3 separate regions of the Mus musculus genome follow, and regions 1 and 2 are each linked to region 3. The links are chromatin contacts, called in public ChIA-PET and HiChIP or PLAC-seq maps. All regions are on one chromosome and are shown on one strand. Each heading gives the region's core, a stretch centred on a gene start, on an enhancer-like site or on the middle of the called end of the contact. The rest is flanking DNA. Distances are from core to core; before and after follow the strand shown. Region 1 overlaps Gm42312 (a long non-coding RNA gene). Region 2 overlaps Dennd4c (DENN/MADD domain containing 4C). Region 3 holds the start of Rraga (Ras-related GTP binding A).

What was found. ChIA-PET counts read pairs in DNA pulled down with a chosen protein or histone mark. HiChIP or PLAC-seq counts read pairs in DNA pulled down with a chosen protein or histone mark.
Region 1: an RNA polymerase II ChIA-PET map of memory CD8 T cells shows a contact between it and region 3, with 233 read pairs. The contact joins the enhancer-like site here to the promoter of Rraga in region 3. A contact is called at or near these places in 10 of 39 promoter capture datasets (3T3-L1-derived adipocytes, the C10 cell line, the HPC-7 cell line and 5 more), 1 of 15 datasets of contacts at CTCF or cohesin (the NIH/3T3 cell line), 23 of 484 Hi-C or Micro-C datasets (the 63-12 cell line, CD4 T cells, CD8 T cells and 14 more), 33 of 115 datasets of contacts at active chromatin or transcription factors (CD8 T cells, the NIH/3T3 cell line, the SCID.adh cell line and 22 more) and 4 of 9 other capture datasets (adipose tissue, bone marrow-derived macrophages, liver and 1 more).
Region 2: a contact with region 3 is called in an H3K27ac HiChIP or PLAC-seq map of trophoblast stem cells, with 2.4 times the contacts expected there. The contact joins the enhancer-like site here to the promoter of Rraga in region 3. A contact is called at or near these places in 8 of 39 promoter capture datasets (the 3T3-L1 cell line, the C10 cell line, the HPC-7 cell line and 5 more), 1 of 15 datasets of contacts at CTCF or cohesin (the NIH/3T3 cell line), 18 of 484 Hi-C or Micro-C datasets (the C10 cell line, the G1E-ER4 cell line, the HPC-5 cell line and 13 more), 16 of 115 datasets of contacts at active chromatin or transcription factors (the 230-238 cell line, the SCID.adh cell line, a beta-TC-6 cell line and 9 more) and 2 of 9 other capture datasets (adipose tissue and liver).

What each region holds. Positions count from the first base shown.
Region 1 is chr4:86,716,344-86,719,043 of GRCm38.p6, forward strand. The region is part of intron 2 of Gm42312 (a long non-coding RNA gene); the gene reads left to right. Among named protein-coding and RNA genes, the nearest start is that of Gm42312, 6.7 kb to the left of the region's middle. Within about 2 kb of position 1,333, at least 37 of the 459 cell types and tissues checked have an H3K27ac peak or open chromatin away from gene starts, as enhancers often do. A contact at or near this core is called in Sertoli cells, adipose tissue, beige adipocytes and 3 more, where this site is marked.
Region 2 is chr4:86,828,401-86,831,100 of GRCm38.p6, forward strand. It overlaps Dennd4c (DENN/MADD domain containing 4C), which reads left to right. Exons shown (of 32, transcript NM_184088.1): 24 at 520-629; 25 at 1,091-1,266. Among named protein-coding and RNA genes, the nearest start is that of Rps6, 28 kb to the right of the region's middle. Within about 2 kb of position 1,296, at least 3 of the 459 cell types and tissues checked have an H3K27ac peak or open chromatin away from gene starts, as enhancers often do. A contact at or near this core is called in trophoblast stem cells, where this site is marked.
Region 3 is chr4:86,574,413-86,577,112 of GRCm38.p6, forward strand. Rraga (Ras-related GTP binding A) reads left to right here and starts at 1,261. Exons shown (of 1, transcript NM_178376.3): 1 at 1,261-2,700. The coding sequence starts at 1,507. The coding sequence ends at 2,448.

The sequences.
Region 1 (2,700 bases), core at 83-2,582, 140 kb after region 3:
CTACTTTTAAAAGCAAGAATAAAGACTGAAGCGGTATCTCAGTGTTTAAGAGAACTTGCTGCTGTTGCAGAGGCCCTGGGTTAGATTCCAAGCACCCACGTGGTGACTCACAGCCATCTGTAACTCCAGTTCCAGGGAATCCAATATTCTCATCAGGTCAACTTGGACACAAAATGTAATGCATATATTCACATGCAGGCAAAATACCCACATATATAAAATCAATAATAACAAAGAGCAAGCTGGGAAGAGGATCGGTCAGAAAAGCAAACATGGGGACCCAAGTTTGAATCCACAGAAGCCATATTAAAATTTTAGTGTGATTGGACGCACTTCGAACCTGCTTCCTGGGGACTGAGAGGCAAGAGGAACCTAAGGGCTCGCTGGTCAGCCAGTCTAGCTGAATGACTAGTCTAGCCAGCGAGCCTGTCTGAAAGAATAAGGTGGTGAAAGATTGAGAAAGATACCGACTTTGAATCTAGCCTCTATATGCTCAGGCATGGGCACCCCAAACCCCGACATACACACGTACATAAATACATACACAAAATGTACATACACATGCATAATACACAAAGTCAAATAAAAAAGTAAAGTATTCAATAAATAAGTTGGGTAAAACAATCTGAGTAGAAGCAATGGTGAAATCTCTCCTCCATGTCTTCTTTATCAGTAAGGTGGAACTCAGCAAACATGAAGCTACAGTTACCTAGGAAAGTATTGGGTAATAAATATGATAATCACAGATAGGGTACTCACCAGCAAGCCAAAGAGACTCACTCCTTATACTCAAAGGCAGTTTGTGGATTAAATCAGTGCTAGAGATCTTTTCTCTAAAGTCCTGGGTTCTGTTTGGTCCCCGGCACTAAGGAGAAAATACAAATTAAGAAGCAAAAATAGAGAATTTGTTTCCCCATAAGCAGAGCACAGGAATAGCCACAGCTATTACCAAATATGAATTATTTGGTCCAGTTCCATGAGCCCAGAAAGATTATCCTATCTCTTCCTTAGTGTCAGGAGACCTAGAGTTATGTCCTGGCTCTCTGCCTACAGGCATAAGTTGGTTTTATCCTGAAAACATTAAAAGCCTTGGCTTTGTTTTGAAACCATAGCAACAGAAACTGTGAACTTTGCAAAACCTCAGACTCCTGAGCTGAAAGAACCTTGAAGATAATTTTGTAACTAGTTTTGTTATTTATTTGGCACAAGTCTTTTTTTTTTTTCTTTTTTTGGTTAAAGATTTATTTATCCTTATTTGTGTGTATGTGTGCATGCATGCATGAGTTTATGTGCAACACTATGCAAATGTCGGTGGCGGCCAGAGAGCCTTAGATCCCCTGAAAATGCAGTGGCAGACAGCGGTGAGCCACCTAATATGGCTATTAGACCTAACCTGGAACTTCTGGAAGAGCAAAGAGTGCTCTTGACCACTGAGCTACCTCTCCAGCCCTGTTTGGCAGAGCTATAACAGAAACACAAAATATAAGAAAAATGAAAGCCAGGGACTAGAGAGAAGGCTAGAGTGTTGAGGGTACTTACTGCTCTTTCAGAAGACTTGGGCTGCATTCCTAGTATTCACATCAGGCATCTCACAACCAGGGCTTCTGATCCAGGGCATCTGATGCCCTTTGGCCCCATGTGGTGTGCAAAAACACATGCCAGCACACACATGCATCAAATAAACAAACAAACAAACAAACAAACAAATAAATTTTGTTTGAGACAGGATTTCTCTGTGTAGCCCTGGCTGTCCTGGAATTTACTCTGTGGACTAATATGGCCTCAAACTCAGAGACCCACCTGTCTTTGCCACCCAGCTGCTGGGATTAAAGGCATGTATCATCAGGCAAAATGAATAAATTAAGAAAGAAAGAAAGAAAGAAAGAAAGAAAGAAAGAAAGAAAGACAGAGAGAGAGAGAGAGAGAAAGAAAGAAAGAAAGAAAGAAAGAAAGAAAGAAAGAAAGAAAGAAAGAAGGAAAGAAAGGATGAGAGCTATGTAAATTCCCATAAAGAAGGGCAGGTATTTGGCTTGTATAGTGTTCTCTTCCCTTTGCTGGAGTTCTCTGAGGAATGCTAAGGCTCCCTGGTATTTCACTTACTTGTTCTGTCCTTCTCAGTTCACAGAGTAGCCAAACTGAGACTTGGTGGAGCTGAGTCAGAGATCTGTAATCCAAGCTACTCAAGCAGAAGGATCTTGAGTTCCAATCTAGACTAGGTAAAGCTCCACCTTGTTGAGAAGTAGGCCTGGGGAGGGAGGAAAGAGGAGGGGGGAGGGGGAACGGGGAGGGAGAGGGGGAGGGGGAGGGGGAGGGAGAGGGAGAGGGGCCACCTAGTTGGACCTGTAGTTTTGTGATAGAGTGTTTGTTTGCGCAGCATGCATAGGGGCTTGTATTTGATTGAATGCATCACAACAGAGACCCTCAGGCTCAGCAGTTAAGAATACAGATTGTAGGCGGGGCATGGTGGCACATGCCTTTAATCCCAGGCAGAGGCAGGTGGATTTCTGAGTTCGAGGCCAGCCTGGTCTACAAAGTGAGTTCTAGGACAGCCAGGGCTATACAGAGAAACCCTGTCTCGAAAAACCAAAAAAAAAAAAAATACAGGTTGCTCTTCCAGAGTACCCAGGATTCAGTGAGTCCCAGCATCTACATGGCAGCTTACAACCACTGTAACTCTATGCCTAGGGCACCCAACACCAA
Region 2 (2,700 bases), core at 46-2,545, 250 kb after region 3:
CCCCTCCTCTCTACCCCCCGCCTCTTCTTCCCTTCCTCTGAAACTGAATTTGTGGAATGGGGCCTTGGGAGTGTGTTTTTTTTGTTTGTTTTTTTTTCACCTTGTTCTCTGGGTAAATCAGTGATTGAAATGTTATTTTTAAGGACCTCTGGGGAATACAACTGCAATTTCAAGACAGAGAGAATTATTACCCCTATTTTTAAAAACTTTTATCTACTTTTTTTTCTGATTCTTTAAGACAAAGTCTCATCCCATAGCACAGACTTGCTGCCCACCCCCCTCCCCCACCCCCCATTCTCCTTTTCCCTCCTTCCAAGTACTGGTAGTACAGATACACACCTGCAGTCGTCTTAAGTTGTTGTTAGGAAAAGTTGAGAAAATCATTTAATAAACATTTATATATCCTCTACCTACATTCAGTTAACTTTTATTAATTCTATCAGTTTATATCTACATGCACGCACATTTGAGAACACTCTCCTACATTATATGTTCTATTTCTTACTTACTTGTCTTTAGGTGAAGTTCCATTTTCAAGAAATATCAAAGGGCAGGACTTTGAAAAGTCAGACCATGGTTCTTCTCAGAATACCAGTATGTCTAGCATCTATCAAAATTGTGCGATGGAGGTAAAGATTCTATAGTTCTTGTACCTGTGGTAAAGTGGCTGTAAACATATTCTTTTTTTTTTTTAAAGACTTATTTATTATATGTAAGTACACTGTAGCTGTCTTCAGACACTCCAGAAGAGGGAGTCAGATCTCCTTATGGATGGTTGTGAGCTACCATGTGGTTGCTGGGATTTGAACTCAGGACCGTTGGAAGAGCAGTCGGGTGCTCTTACCCTCTGAGCCATCTCACCAGCCCTGTAAACATATTCTTATCTCATAATAGCACTTAATAGGATTCAAGGGGATCTATATGGATAGTCAGAGGAGTGCTTAATATCTTTGAGGCAATAGACTCATAAAAGAGCTGTCAACCCTAGTTGAAACCAATAAAATAACTAAAAGTTGAAATTTTTCCCCAGTAGACTAGACCACTGAGACCCACTTCTGCCATAGAGACTGTCTTCCTGCTTTCCCTTTAGGTTTTGATGTCGAGTTGCTCACAGTGCAGAGCTTGTGGCGCTCTGGTTTATGATGAGGAAATCATGGCTGGATGGACAGCAGATGACTCAAATTTGAATACAACCTGCCCGTTCTGTAAAAGCAACTTCTTGCCTCTTCTCAATGTAGAATTTAAAGACCTGCGAGGCTCTGCCAGGTTAGTATTGTGCAAGCTCCCTTGGGAGGTGAGTGCCCTGAAGACATGGAGAGGGTGGCCTCTCCTTTGTCTCTAGACTGCTTTTCTGTTCTGCTTAATGTGTGAATACCAGGAGTAGATTCTTGCAATTAAACTCTATTTATACCTGATTCAAAACTAATGTTTTAGTGTTATTTCAGCACTCCCTGGGCTAGGGAGATGGCTTGGTTTTTAAAGTGCTTCCTGAGCCTGCGTTTGGATCCTGAGCACCACCTGAAATGCCAGCACTGGGGAGATGGAAACCGCTGGGTCTCTGAAGCTCACTGGCCAGCTAGCCTAGCTACATCAGTGAGCTCCAGGTTCAGTGACAGACACTGTGTTAGAAAACAAACAACAACAACAGCAACAAAATACAGTGAAGCCAGTGCCACAGACCCTCTGGGCCCCTTTGTCTTCATGGAACAGGTCTCTAGTCACGGGTGGGCAAAGCGTTGGATGAATTGACAGACAGATGCACACAGGAGAGGTTGTGTTGGATCTGAATGTATTTTGTCAAATCGAGCATCAGACTTTTTATGCAGAAGACAATAAGGAAGTTGGGTGACACACCAGCAAGGTACAAAGAGGTTACTGGATTCTTACATAAAACAGAGGAATGCAAACACAGAAGGTCTAACGGGAACCACCTGGGATAGAATTCATTGTTAACAACTGAGATCAAAAAGGGCTCCACCTAAGATTCGCTTAATCTTAGAAGCCAGGGTCAAGGGCTTCGTGCCCTTGCCATAGTTCCTATTTTTGTCTACTGTATAGTTCACCTTCCCCTTAGGCCATTGTAAATATGTGTGTATGGGTGAAACTCAGCTATAGTCTTAGAAGCCAGGTGTGAGGTCTTTACTCTCCTAGGGCAAGGGCTTTCACACCCAAGTCATGGTTCTAACTAGGGAGTTCCGTTCTAGCTAACCATCTCATGAACAATGCAATACTCTAAAACCACAGCCCGATCTACTTCCTAAACCATTGTAAATTCCTGTATATGGGAGGACTTGGCTTTTATTCTAAGTGATAGTGTAGTACCAGAGGCTATTCTGAATGTCACTGAATAGGCAACACTCTTATTGAATTCCAAGCCCATGGTCTTGCTCAAGGACATTCTAGGACTGTTGGAACACTGGCTTTAGCTATGTCAGAATTCAATCTTAAAAATACTAAAAGAGAGCACGTGGATCCATACACTAGACTAACGCGGGAATGGAATATTAATGTATGAGTTAGAGAGAACACCAGACTCCAGGGTCGAGTTTCTGTAAATCTCTTTTGCTTCATGAGTAGCTTTTAAGCCTCAGCCTGTTACGCTGACTCGACCGGAGAATGTGGCAAGCCAGGTCTGACATCTTTACTCAGAAGGCAGAGGCAAGCAGATGTCTATGAGTTCAAGGCCAGCCTGGGCTATAT
Region 3 (2,700 bases), core at 11-2,510:
CTCACTCCAGCCCAGAGATTTATTATTATAGATAAGTACACTGTTGCTGTCTTCAGACACACCAGAAGAGGGCATCAGATCTCATTACGGGGTGGTTGTGAGCCACTATGTGGTTACTGGGATTAGAACTCAGGACCTTCAGAAGAGCAGTCAGTGCTCTTACCCGCTTAGCCATCTTGCCAGCCCACTTTTGAATTTTCTTGCATATTGTAAACATTATTTATGTAAATTCATATTTTGCCTGTGTGTCTATGCATCATATGCATGCAGTGCCCACAGAGGTTGAAAGAAGGCATCATCCCCTGGACTGAAGTTACAGTTTCAAGGAGTCACAGTGGTGCTGGGAAGCAAACCCAGGTTCTCTGGAAGAGCAGTGTGTGTGTGTGTGTGTGTGTGTGTGTGTGCACCATATCTGTGCGGGAGACCATGGCTTAAATGATAAGCTATGTCTCTAGCCCCAACATCCAATTTTTGAATGAATAAGTGAGAAAATGTCTTCATTGGTACAGTGTAGTATACAACCTGGAAAGGGCTTTACAATAAGGATGCAGTGTCCTAATTTAGGAATATGACGTGCCCTGGTAATTCTACTGACTCAGCCTCAACTTACTGGATGACACTGCTTATCTCTTCTTAAAGGCTTGAGGCCATGTGGCCTATGGCTAAGTGAGCAGACCTTCTAAGGCACTCAGACTCGTTAACCCCCTCAGGTTTGAAAACAGTTGTTCACACGGTAACCGTGAGGACGAAGCTATTGCATGGTGTTCCATATTACCCTCTACTCGAGTTTTGGATTCTAATTACACATTCTCAAGCTGAGGTAAAAAGAACAAGGAATCAGGATGTCTCCCTGGTAAGGAACTGCCTAGCCCTGGGCAATTAGTTTTTCGAAATCTCTTTCTGCTGGTTTTCATTTGTCATCCCCGCTCCTCTACCTGCCTGATTGTCAAGCCTACAGCACTATTATCTCTCTGAGGTGATAATGGCAGTGGGCGTGTGAGGACTTTTGGCCACGCGGGGGCAGCATTCTCCCTCCCAGGTTCACTCGACCCCTTCTGCAAAGACCCAGGGCAACCCAAGCAGAACAAAACCCCAGCGTGGGCTCGCCCTTTCATTTTAACTCGCTGTGCGCTAGATTGCAATGGAAGAAGCAGTTTCTTAGAATTCCAAGGGTCTCAAAGGAGTAGCCGACGTTCTCGCGATGTCGCCACCGGAAGTGGGTGGCGGCAGGCCCTCGGAGTTCTCGCGAGATGCCGGCGGGAAGTGGGTGGCGGCCGGGCCGAAGCTGATCACATCACTGGTCTGCTCTCGCTAGCTCGGAGCGGCTGTGGCCATTGCCTCGGGCGCTGTTTTCTGAGACCTCGCCTCGCCGCGGTCTTTCCTGCCCCCAGCTCGCGTGCACGGCCTCCGCTGCCGGTCGGTGCTCGGTGTCCCGCCGTCCCCATCCTTGGTCGGTCCGCCGTTAGGCCGTGCCTCAGGCCCAGTCCGTGGCGACGCCGGCAGGTGATGCCCAATACAGCCATGAAGAAAAAGGTGCTGTTGATGGGAAAGAGCGGGTCGGGGAAGACCAGCATGAGGTCGATCATCTTTGCAAATTATATTGCGCGCGACACTAGGCGCCTGGGTGCCACCATCGACGTGGAGCACTCCCACGTCCGATTCTTGGGGAACCTGGTGCTGAACCTGTGGGACTGTGGCGGCCAGGACACCTTTATGGAAAATTACTTCACCAGCCAGCGGGACAACATCTTCCGTAATGTGGAGGTTCTGATATACGTGTTTGACGTAGAGAGCCGCGAACTGGAAAAAGATATGCATTATTACCAATCGTGTCTGGAAGCCATCCTCCAGAATTCACCTGACGCCAAAATCTTCTGCCTGGTGCACAAAATGGATCTGGTTCAGGAAGATCAACGTGACCTGATTTTTAAAGAGCGAGAGGAAGACCTGAGGCGTTTGTCTCGCCCGCTGGAGTGCGCTTGTTTTCGAACGTCCATCTGGGATGAGACGCTCTACAAAGCCTGGTCCAGCATCGTCTATCAGCTGATCCCCAACGTTCAGCAGCTGGAGATGAACCTAAGGAATTTTGCCCAGATTATTGAGGCTGATGAAGTTCTGCTGTTCGAGAGAGCTACGTTCTTGGTGATTTCCCACTACCAGTGCAAAGAGCAGCGAGATGTGCACCGCTTTGAGAAGATCAGCAACATCATCAAGCAGTTTAAGCTGAGCTGCAGTAAATTGGCCGCTTCTTTCCAGAGCATGGAAGTGAGGAATTCTAACTTCGCTGCCTTCATCGACATCTTTACATCAAACACGTACGTGATGGTGGTCATGTCAGATCCATCCATCCCTTCTGCAGCTACTCTGATCAACATTCGTAATGCCAGGAAACACTTTGAGAAGCTAGAAAGAGTAGATGGGCCCAAGCACAGCCTCCTCATGCGTTGAAATAATGCCAAATGCTCTTTAGTAAAATGCTGAATTACGGTGTTTTTTTTTTTTTTGCATCATTTGTCTTTAATATTCATAATGTCATGTGCTTAAAAGTGAGCTTGAAACGTGTGCTTACTATCTCATCTCTTCCCTAGTCTTAGTATTGGACGCTATTTACTCAGCTATCAAGTAGAGATCTTCAAGACGGCCTTTATGAAAAGTTAGTGTGGTGTTAACACTAAAGTAGGTGGGGTGTGGGTGGGTGTG